3 separate regions of the Mus musculus genome follow, and regions 1 and 3 are each linked to region 2. Evidence: chromatin contacts called from public promoter capture Hi-C data. All regions are on one chromosome and are shown on one strand. The core of a region is the stretch at or near the end of the contact, and the rest is flanking DNA. Distances in the headings are between cores, read along the strand shown. Region 1 holds the start of Upf3a (UPF3 regulator of nonsense transcripts homolog A (yeast)). Region 2 holds the start of Lig4 (ligase IV, DNA, ATP-dependent). Region 3 holds the start of Tmco3 (transmembrane and coiled-coil domains 3).

The links. Promoter capture Hi-C pulls out the DNA fragments that hold promoters and counts their contacts.
Region 1: a promoter capture Hi-C map of pre-B cells shows a contact between it and region 2. The contact joins the promoter of Upf3a here to the promoter of Lig4 in region 2. A contact is called at or near these places in 1 of 39 promoter capture datasets (pre-B cells) and 1 of 484 Hi-C or Micro-C datasets (CD4 T cells).
Region 3: a contact with region 2 is called in a promoter capture Hi-C map of pre-B cells, with 2.8 times the contacts expected there. The contact joins the promoter of Tmco3 here to the promoter of Lig4 in region 2. A contact is called at or near these places in 2 of 39 promoter capture datasets (liver and pre-B cells) and 1 of 484 Hi-C or Micro-C datasets (CD4 T cells).

Annotation. Positions count from the first base shown.
Region 1 is chr8:13,783,700-13,787,340 of GRCm38.p6, forward strand. It overlaps Upf3a (UPF3 regulator of nonsense transcripts homolog A (yeast)), which reads left to right and starts at 1,916. Exons shown (of 9, transcript NM_025924.2): 1 at 1,916-2,185; 2 at 2,448-2,554. The coding sequence starts at 1,985. It overlaps Gm46032 (a long non-coding RNA gene), which reads right to left and starts at 1,357. Exons shown (of 2, transcript XR_001778519.2): 1 at 26-1,357.
Region 2 is chr8:9,974,699-9,978,416 of GRCm38.p6, forward strand. Lig4 (ligase IV, DNA, ATP-dependent) reads right to left here and starts at 1,613. Exons shown (of 2, transcript NM_176953.4): 1 at 1,333-1,613. Abhd13 (abhydrolase domain containing 13) reads left to right here and starts at 3,019. Exons shown (of 2, transcript NM_001081119.1): 1 at 3,019-3,321.
Region 3 is chr8:13,285,716-13,289,548 of GRCm38.p6, forward strand. It overlaps Tmco3 (transmembrane and coiled-coil domains 3), which reads left to right and starts at 2,298. Exons shown (of 13, transcript NM_172282.2): 1 at 2,298-2,672. Dcun1d2 (DCN1, defective in cullin neddylation 1, domain containing 2 (S. cerevisiae)) reads right to left here and starts at 2,411. Exons shown (of 7, transcript NM_001024504.2): 1 at 2,089-2,411. The coding sequence starts at 2,091.

The DNA of each region.
Region 1 (3,641 bases), core at 666-3,165, 3.8 Mb after region 2:
TTATAATCTAATGTCTGGGACTTACTCATGATCTTCCGGGCTCCAGGGGACTTGGGCAGCTCCATGTCTCAGGCTGGCTCTGCCATCCACAACTCACAGCTTGTCTGGTAGGCTTAAGTAGGCTCCACTCCTCACCTGACATGGTCCTGCAGTCCTAGCATCTCCAGCATGCTGGAGTTTCTACTGCCTCTCCTGGCTCTTTCCAGTTTCAATCTCAGCTCATTTCTGTGACCTCTTAAATCTTGCAGCGTTCATGCCTACACAATCAGTTCCACTATGTGGGGTACACATTACCAAGTCAGGTTTCCTGCTTGAGATAGCCTTGACTGCATCTGGACTGCAGTGTCTGTGTGCTGACCTTTAGGAAGTATATCCAGAAAATTGCACTTTGATGATGCTGGTCTTATTAATCACAACTGATTCTTCATCCCCAGCTAACCATCATTATTTGTCCCAATAAAGGTAGATTCTTAATCCAAATATCACAAGAACATCCCTGGTATCCCTCTGATACTTCATAATGTCTCTCTTCTTTCAATGGTATCTTTCATGTTTCCACAACTCATTACACTCTGAACACTGACCAAAAGCAACTTGTGGGAGGAAGAGATTTAGTTCCTCTTCTAGCTCTCTGGTCACATCCCTCAGTGAGGGAAATCAGAGAAGAAATTCAAGTAGGAGTTTGGAGGCAAGAACTAGCAGGGCCACAGAGAATGCTTATTGGCTTTATTACAAGCAAGGTCCAACTGCTGTGGGACCCTTTCACGTCCATTAGTCAAGAAACTGTTCCACAGGCCAATCTGATGAAAATAATGCCTCAACTCTTTCCTCTTCACAACCAAGTGACTATTTTGAGTCAAGCTGACATAAACTAACCAGCAGTTTGCCAGACAGGTGAAAGGGTGTTGGGTCAGGCACACAGGAGGACAGTCAATGGCTTTATCTTTAAGGGGGCAAAAGCCAGCCCGAGATAATTTTGGCTCCAAGCTTGTAATGTTCCAACTTTCTTCCATTGTGAAGTTACTATCCATCGACCTTGTACTATCTTAACAACTGGGTATGGGTTGGTTTTTCCTGACAACTCGTCGTCCACATTTTTATCAGCCTCTCACACGTGTGTTTTCTTCCTAATAAAGGTTAAGAGGCTATCAGAACTTCTGGTCAGTGTAACTGGTTATTCCAAACTGAGCTGGTTCAAGTGATGGGCTCAGTCCTAGCTTTCTTTGCAACACGAAATACTGGAAAACCGCTCTTGCCCAGGCTTTTATAGAACTCTCGATGTTTGAGGCCTGTTTGACGCAGACCTAAACGGTTTTGAGTCTTTGGCTTATTTAAAACGTCACATTTCAGGAGTGCCACGATCGATTTCTGAAAATCTCTCATTCTCCTTTACCATTAACGTAGGGAGAATGGTGCTATACATCATTGAGCACATGGGAAAACTGTATTGTTCGTATATCTGCTACAAATAAAATAAAAATAAAAAGCCAGACGCCTTTAATCCCAGGAGGCAGAGGATCTCTGAGCTCCAGGAGAGCCAGGTCTACAGAGTGAGTTCCAGGACAATCAAGGCTACACAAAGCCCTGTCTCAACAGAGAAAACGTGTAGGAGGGAGGCGGAGGGCAGAGTGGGGCGAGGAGAGCGACGGGTTTACTTTCGGTACTGTCCCAGTGACTCCGGGTGGACCGGGGGCTCCCAGTCCCCACCGCAGGTCAGCAGCGCACGGGACGTCCGGAGTGAGCATCTGCTCTCCGCGTGGCTGGCAGCACCGATCTCCTTCACCGTCGCCGCCGTTCTAGGACGTCCGCTGTCTTTTAAAAACTGCCGCGCTGCCCCCTACAGGCGCGGGCCAGCATTGGCACCGCCCCTTCCCTGTCAGGGCCGGGGAGGGGACACTGAACACCGAATTCCAAGGGAGGGGCTGCCTAGTCCTCGCGAGGCTTCGTTCTCGCGGAGGTGGCGGCGGCCGGCCGGCCGGTGGGGATGCGCTCGGAAGAGGGGGCCGGAGGCTTAGGCGCAGCCCTGGCTGCGCGGGGCCCGAGCTGGAGGGAGAAACTATCGAGCTCAGAGACCCACTGCCGCCGCGAGTCACCGCGGAAGGAGTCGGCGGCGCCTCCGGCCCCGACCCTAAGTGAGAGCGGGGCCGGCAAGCCTCGCGAGGAGAAGAGGACAGCCCTGAGCAAGGTGGGGGCGGGGCCCGCAAGTCTCGCGAGAGGACGGCTTCTAAGCCCCCCGGTGGGCGGGGCTTGGGGAGGGCGGGGCGGGTTGTTCATCTCAGGGGCGGAGCCTAGTCTCCGAAGTGATGCGGGCTGTTGCGAGCAGTCTGGACTAGGATTAGCGAGTCGGGGTGGAGCTGGGGAGCCGCGGTCCCCCGAGCTCCGGGGAACCTCAGGCTGAGTGGGCGTGGCGGGCGGCAGCACCTGAGTGAACGCAATGGTCATCCCAGGTGGTCCTCCGGCGTCTGCCCCCGGGCCTCACCAAAGAGCAGCTGGAAGAGCAACTGCGCCCCCTGCCGGCGCACGATTACTTCGAGGTGGTGGCTGCGGACCTCAGGTGAGGGCTGCTGCGGGACACCCACTGGTGAAGGATGGAGGACCCCGCGGGCGCTCGCAGTTGCAGTCCCCTCCCAGCTGTCAGTGCACGCCCACGTTAGGAGCGGGCAAGTCACCTCGTCAGCCCGTTACCATGCCTTCCTCGGCGTAGCTTTTAATAAACTGTATGATGAGCAAAACCGGACTGCATCCCTTACACACGTTGAGTCTGGAGTGTTTTCCCTAGTGAGGGACCAGTAACTGAGCCCTGAGAAGTGGAATCTCTCATTGCTTGCACCACCACCCAGCCAGAAGGTTCCCTGCCTGTGGGGATGCGAGCAACGCAGGGCTGACCTAAGCAGCAGATGTCAGTGCCACAGGAATTCGTGGGTTTTCCACGATACTTATTTTTATATCCTTTTATGGTATTCTTTCTCATTTGTGTCATATACGCTTTCCTTTGGGATACCAATTTTGTTTTGTTATTTTTTTTAAAGTCTATTCTAATAAAAATATGAATAATTAAATGGGTATCCTTTGAAAAACCACAGGTGGTTTTCAGGTGGCTGAAGTTTAGAAAAATGGCTAAAAGAACAGTGTGCAATTACTCGGTGTGCAATTCCGGTCCCAGCTTGTAACTTGCACCCTCTGTACGAACAACAGATTTCTCTAAACTTCTGTATTCTTTGTGAAATGGAATGGAATCGTTCCTACCTGTGAAAAGAGTTGTGTGTGAGACGGGGAGAATGATTTAGTTTTTCCTTGGTACGTGGTCTGACACCCATTCAAAATACAGCATGTCATCCATGAAGGAGCCTAGACAAGTCTCGTTCTTGTTCAGATGTACCAGAAATGGCTCTAAAAGTACCCATGGCATGGTGACTTCTGGAGTCTAGTATTTTACCCTTGGCTCTGTACAGAAGAGGCGGTCCTGGATAATTAAGGCTTCAGTTAATGGTTGCTTTATCTTCGGGGTGTTTTGTTTTGTTTTGTTTTTTTGCTAAGGAATATCCAAATTGTTAAAATTTACTGAGACGTGATTCTCGGGCATGAAAAAGTATTTGCTTATTCATAGGAGATAAGGCAGAATCAAGGGCCGTCCGTTTTAC
Region 2 (3,718 bases), core at 363-2,862:
GTATGATAGGGTTGCTTCTGCTTTATGACGACAGCATATACACTGTAAAGAACAAAAGGCACAAAGAGATCAAACTATGCTAACACAGTGCTTTACCAAATATCAAAATCCCAACCCTAGTAATCACTGCCTTTTCGCCAAAGGTTTTGGAAATCAAGGAAATGAATGAACAGGATTTAGAATGTTCCCTAACATATATTAACACAAGTGTGAAGTTTTGCAAAGTTTTAAATATCCCTACATGTTCTACAGGAATGCATGTCAGTTACTTTAATGCAACTTAAACTATATAATAGTCAAACAAGTATTCTAAAAATAATTTCAAGTAAAATGCATGTTCCAGGAAAAACAACTAATGCTTTATTATGTGACTTCAGACAACAGTATCTGGCCAGGCAGTGGAGATTATGAAATTCCTCATACTCTACTTCCCTACTCCACAAAGAAAAGTCTCACATCAAGTGGCAATTTGTGCTCCCAGTGATGAATATCATATAGCTCAAATTTGTTTGTGGAACTAATTATTAAATGCTTTATGGAAAAAGGAGGAGGGGATCAGGGCTGGGCTGGTTAAATAGACATCAAACATAGTTCAGCCTGCTCTGGAAACTATTCACAGCATTAGTAGCTTATAGAGGACAAAACAAACATCACTTCTAAGTCGTATTTTTCACAGAGGAAACACAACTAAATCAGCAGGTCAGATCAAGATAAGCCACCTGGGACTGTATCTTCTGACATCTGTAACTACAATTTTGGTTAACTGCTTCCCTTGTTGAAGCTGGTTTGCATAACTGACTGCACCAGCCACCTGGGTCCTTCAAGTGGGTACATGGTGGTGCATAATACTACAGTTATAATTTCTGTACAACGCATGTAAGATGACGTGTATTAAATACTTTCTGAATGTCCCAATACAAGTGCACTTCTATAGGTATATCTGGAGAATACATATAGTCTCGAACTTTTTCTCAACGAGCTGGAGCAAACGATTCAAGTTGCGTTTATAATAATAGTGTATTGTAGGCAATGGTGTGAATACACGAGCATCTTAAAACAACTATCAACACAGAAAACCAAGAATTCAAATTGCTATCAAACACACACATTTTGTTCAACACCAACTACAGGAGTTAACTATTTGAATTTCTGCTGTTTTATCACTCGGAGGTTTGATATTATGCTTTCCATCCCCAATAAAACAATTAAGTTCGTTGGCAGGCTTCAGGTGCTGAAGTTCAAATGCACTCAAACATTTTAACTCGTGGTAAAGTCGATGACCACAGGCTTTGGAAGGTGCCTCCATACCTGTTGCATTAGTGCTTTGCTTACCTAAGCAGCCCGTGAACCCCAACCCTGCCGAATGAAGGAGCTGGGGGAGCGCGCAGGTCCCAGGTAGCTAGGTGGCAGGGGGCAGGGCAGCGTGCGGATACAACTAAGCATCAGGACACGATTTCTTCACCCGGTGGCTGCCACCTGAAATCAGTCCCCAGCGAGCCGGCTGCACCGTGGAAGGCGGGTGGTGACGCTGGGACAAAGCACGGGAAGGACGCAGCCTCCCTAGGACCAAGAACCTCCCTGCCTCCTCCAACCCGCCACACCACTTGCTTAGCAGAGGTTGCCCCGCCCCACTCCGACCGGAAGCTGCCGCCACAAGAAGCCGGCCGGGCGTTTCCGCCAGCTGCTTGCCGCGCAGGCGCAGTGGGAACAGGCGAGCCTGCCGGCTTTTAAAGGCACAGGCGAGGCAGGGGCGGGCCGGCGCGGCGGCTCAGAGCGCCTGCGCAGCGCGCCTCCACTGTCTCTGCCTGTAGCAAAGGATGTTCGGTCCCTCGCCGCTGGATGTCATCGTTGAGCCGAATTTGAGGAACTTGGAGCCTGGGTTGCTGCCCTGACAGGACTGGCTTCTGAAGACTTCCAGGACAGAAGAGAATCCTCCCACCTAAAAAGTCTAGGGCTCCAGAAAAAGACTTTTGCAAAATTAATTCAGGTTCTGTGTTCTTGGTAGCCTTTTCACTGTGCAGAAATAATACATAATAATAAAAATAATTATGTATTACATAGTAATAAATAATTCATGGCGCAGAAACATACTTACATGGACTAAAGGCTTTTCAATGGTGCTCGGTGATTTGGAATAAAGCTAGCTGATAGTGTTATTGAACACCTTACTGTCACTCAATAACTATACTAGATACTCAAAATAGAAGTATAAACGTACGCTCCACGTCTCAGAAACTCTTACTTTCCACTGGCATTGGTGGCTATGACCTGCCCTACTCCACCAATAAGAGTTCAGAAATTATAGGCAAAGTGTGGGGAACACTTTCTTTGAAGGTGAAACTTTGCAGTCCTGGTGAGACACTAGAGTGTCAATTGCTTTCAGGGGTTGTCTAATGTGTTTACGCTGCATTTCACAAGGCCGACAGTCCAGGGCTAGTTTAAAGTGGGGCCAGATCCTACGGCTCCGTGTGGCCAGTTATTTTCTCTGTAGTTTCCCTTAGTCTCACGATAGTTTCCCTGTGGTGTTGCAAAGCCACACGTTACTGTACAGGAGCATCAGCGGTGCTCGTACAGCTTGTACAACTCTTACACATCCGTGTCTTATTCAACTGCTCCTGCGCTCCGACGTCAGGCACAGGTCGGGCTCTGCTTTACTGATACGAAAGAACCACAAATTATGAGCCGAGAAAAGCTATTAGTTAATTCAAAGCTCTTGCTCTAATGTGCTTTTTAGCTGCATGGTTAATGGAGAACCAAATTTGTTTTATCCTCAGAGTGGGGGGAAAAAAAAGTAAAAAGGAAGGGCATAACTACCTGAAAGTTAGGCATGGTGGAAGAGAAAGTTTAGTGCAGATAAGTGAAAGAGCATAGCCAAGAGCAGGCACATTTGGGAGAGGAGGGGAGAAGAGGAGAGAAGAGAAACTCCTTGTTCTCCGAAATGTGTTCAGGCAGCAGTTGACTGGAAACGCCGAGATGTATCTTGCCCCTACGGGCTACCGTAGCATGAAGGCGGAGCCCAGTGTCCTGCGCATGCGCATAGGGGTGCACAGGTTGGCTTCGCGCTCCCGGGAGGAAGCTGGAGAACAGGTTATGTGGGGGCCGGCGGGGTTATTTGCCAGGGACACCGCGCGCGAGCCGGAAGTGGAGGCTGCGCCAGCTGGGCCCGCCGCGCCGCAGGAGCTCCGGGCTAGACAGTGGCGACGGCGGCCCCTCGGCGGGAGGAAGACGATGAGGAGCGGCGGGGGCGGCGCGGGGCCTCGCTGCAGCGCGGAGCCGGGTTCCGAGCCCGCGGCCGACTGCGCAGCCCGCCCGCGAGCCTGAGTAAGTGCGGCGGGGACGCGGGCGGCCTCCCCGACCTCCTCACCCCGCAGCTCGGATTCGGGAGCCCGTATCTACTCCCAGAACAGTCGGCCAGCAAACCCCGGGCTTGGGTCGGAGGGACTGGGCGCGTTTGTCTGTAACAGGTGCAGACCTGCTAACCTCGCAGCTGCGGGCGACGGGGCCATAAAATCCAGAGAGTTGTCGCACACTTGAAGTCACTGGGCCTCTTTTTTTTTTTAGCCATTGGTGTGAAGCGAGAATGCATCAGGGAGTGTGCTTGGCTGAGCTGGCAACCTAAAGTAAACCTTTAGTTGTGCACTTGTCTACCAGGCAGCAGGAACCAAGTGACACACTGGCTTTAAGTTTGAACGTTGGGTTTTGTTTTGTTTTTTGTCGA
Region 3 (3,833 bases), core at 1,048-3,547, 3.3 Mb after region 2:
AAGTCCATCCGTGTGTGAAATCCATGCTAAGGTCTGCTCAGGCAAGTGACTTTCATTAGAGCTTCCCTTGTCACGGAAGCCAAAGCATTGGGGGCATTTTCTCTTCCATTATTCTAGTGTTTAAAATGCATAGGACTTTAAAAAACGTATGTAATTTGTGTGTATGTGTCCCAACGTGTGTGTGTGTGGAGATCAGAAAACAACTGTATTGTCGGTCCTCTTTACCCACCATTTGGATTGTACTTGACGGTAGCTACCTTTACCTGTAAAGCCATCCCACTGGCCCCAAAATGAAAAAATCCTCAACTAACACTGGACAGTCCAGTTGACCTCAAGAATTGGTATAGGCTTGCCTGGCCTGGAACTTGCTATATAGACCAGGATGACCTTGAATCTAGATTACTGCCTGACCCTGACTTCCAAGTGCTGGGAGTAAAAGTATGTGTCAGGAATGGAACTCAGATCCTCTGGAAAACAAGCAATTGGTGCTGAGCCAACAATTCAGGCTGGAGTGGCAGATTTTACTTTACGCTTTTGGTCAATTAAATTGCAATAAAATATTACACTTAGAAAAAAGACCATCAAGAAGAGACTAGCAGAACTCCTTCAGGGACAACCTTTTAGGGGGACATTCTCTGCCTAACAGTTCCAATGACTTATCTGCATCAATTTCAGATGTTTCAAAACTAAATTTACAGTAGACTGCTGCTAGAAGTGCCCGTAGCCACTGATTTATGTTTTCATAGTCTCCCACAGAGCTCAACACAGTTCCTCACATACAACAGCAGCTGTTTAGAATTGTTTCAGCAGGTGACAATCAGTAAAGAGATACAGGACAAGTGGACCTTCCAAACAACAGAAGCTGGTACGAAAAGTTTCATACACTTTATGTTATCTTGTGAAGAATAACACACAACCTAGGCACAAGAGTGCTCCCATATAAGATTTTAGAAAGCATCTGTAAAATGTCCTTCCACAGACACTTAGCAAAATACCTCCTCTTATGGTCAATTTCAAAGGGCTCATAGGACAAACATTTGCTCAAACAGATTTGCGGCCCACTACAGATTGACTGTGCTTTGCCATGTGCAAGCCTGGAAATGAGGGCATCAAGTCCAAGTGTTCCCAAATCTTGAGCCTCCCAACATTTCCTTCCCCAGTGACGTTCCTGTCCAAGAGCGCAGGTGAGTGGCTTGGCCGCTGAAGTCTGCTAGCAGCTGGTCAGAGGAGTCTTTCTGCAGCTCTTCTCCATTATTTCTTGATTTCTAGGTTCAAACCTTTTAGTTTTCCAGCCTCGTCCTTCTCGGTATTGGTTCCATCCCCTCTTCCCTCCCCAGGGTTCGGTCCTCAGTTCCCCTGTTTCCTCTACGCAAACCAAGCCAAGCCGACATCTCTCCCAGGACAGAGACAAAACTTGTCTTCCTCGGCTCCCATTCGCTTGCATCCTCTCGGAGCAAGGCTACCCCGAGACCCAAGGAATGGGACTGTCAGGCGTCCTCCCGCGGTCCAGGCCTTTGCACGGCTCTACTAGGCAAACCCTCCTCTACCTCCAGGGCGTCCAGTCGGTCCCTCCCCGCCTCCAGGATTCCCAGCCTGATCTCAGGAAGAGAGCGGGCGAGTAGGGGATATCCTCGCCGCGGCGAGAGCTGAGCGGATCGCAAACCATGCTAACCCCGCGGAGCCTTGCGCACCACCTTCCGGGGATCGCGTCCTTCCACCTCTTCCACAAACCTCCCCGGGCTGACGGCTTCAAAGCTCTGCCAGCTCCGCCCCAATCGGCGTCACTGTCCACTCAGAAGCGGGACGGCTCCGCCCAGCAGGCAGGTTGTCACCCGTCGCACAGCCCCGTCCCGCCCTCCGGTCCGGTCAGCACCCAGCTGACCCGGCGCCGCTGCCCTCCCCGGAGATCCAACTGGGCTCCTCACACCCCTCTTCACACCATGCTACTCCAAGTCAACCGCGCCCTCCCTCAACACCACGACGGGCACGCCCGGCCTCTCGGTTCGGTTATCCTAATGCCGCCACAGAGAGGTGACCTCCGCGCCCGGCTCTGGCCCGCACCTGCAGAGCGCAAAGCTAGCCACCTACCATGCTCCCCAAGGCTGCCGAAGCGACTTCAATTTTCTGCGCAAGCGCACGCCGCTCTTCCTCTGCGCAGGCGATTGCCGCGGCGGCTAGCAGCAGGCGCTCTGCGCAGGCGCAGTGTTCGAACGCTCCCTTCAGGTGACTGGGGGGGCTCGCTCCGTCTTCGGCTCTCCGCGTGCAGCGTGGACAGGCGCCCCTCAGCTCCGAGGCACAGCGTTTGGGTCACATCGTAACCTCTCTCGGAGGCTGTTGCTGTTCTGAGGCTCTTAGGCTTACGCACTCTCTGGAAGCTGGCTGGCCGGCCGGCTCCCGGGACTCCAGTTCCCGGCGTGCATCGCGCCGCGCGAAGGACGACGGAGCTGTCCATCGGCAGCCTGCTTAAAGGAGCCGCACCTACTTTCCAGCTGCGCGTCAGAAGCGCCTGAAGTAAGAAGAGGGCGGTGCCGTCCTCGGTGTCCTGGTCCCGAGGCCAGGAAAGAGATGAGGGCAATTCTTTGGCGGCCCTGAGGTTCGCTGCGTCGGGGAACTCTCGATCGGGGACAGTGATGCTGAGGTCGCATGTCCAGAGAGCGGCCTCCTCCATCGGGGTAAGCTCTGCAGCTGCGGGACTTCTGTCCTGAGATGCGCTCCACCGGGGTCCTCATCCGGGTTGCTCAATCCTGGCGACTCCTACCCGGGGCTCCTTCTTGGTTTGTCTCTTCCAAAGGGGATCCTTCCTAGGAGACTGCCTTTGTCTACTTTCCAGGGGGTGGAGGGTCTTTTCCTAGAAGTTCTTTCGGGGTATGGGGGAAGACAACCGTTTCCAAGACTTCACCTAAACTCGGAGGTTCAGCTCCCCGAGCCTCCCGTTTTTTTGTTCTTCCCTGTAATTTTTTGTAGTCTCTCTGTCCCGCCCCGTGAGGCTGCCCGCAGACAGCCTCTTCTTAAAGATAAACCTGGAAAGACGCCCCAAGATTGTCTCTTTCAATAAGGGATGTGGGTGCCCTGCAACACTTGACTTAAGCTTATACAGCCAGGGAGGTTGGCAGAGTCAACAATCAAACCAAGATGGTTTACACATTAATTTCTTAATTTAGGTGGTAAAACCAATCAAGTAAGTTGAAAGTGACAGGGAAGGTCACTCTGGCCCAGTGGGTTTAACCTCTCGTTTATTTATTGTCAGCATCCATCTCATCTTCCTGGGGTGCAATGTAGATTTGCTTACTTACCAGAGAAGTGTTTGCTACTGATGAAAGGGCCTCTTTCTTCATAGATCTTTTTCTCCTCCTTGGCTTCCCTAACTAAAAAAAGAACAAGCAGCTGGCTAGTGAGTAGGCTCTGTGTCTCCTCTCTTTGTGGATTTAAGTTGGCACCTCCTGAACAAATAAAGTAGCTATTTGAACAGCCCTTTGGGCACCACCAAGAAGCCATGGTTCATTGGTTCTAAGTCATATAGGCTGTTTGCTCTGCCTCTGTTTGACTTATCTTCCTTTGGTGCATGGCATCTTATTCCTCTTCTGTATTATATTCTCTATTTCTTTTTCCAAAGTAGTTTCAAGGATTGGCCGGCTACTGAAGTGCTTCATCTTTGGCAGCTACCTGTTATGTTCATGTGGGTACAGGTGCTCTTTTAAAATGTACTTTAGAGTTAAAATAGGCTTTGCTGATGGAAGAAGACACATTTAATCCCAGCACATGGGAGGCAGAGACTCAGATCTCTGCGAGTTTGAGGCCAGCTTAGTCTACATAGCTAATTCCAGGACAGCTAG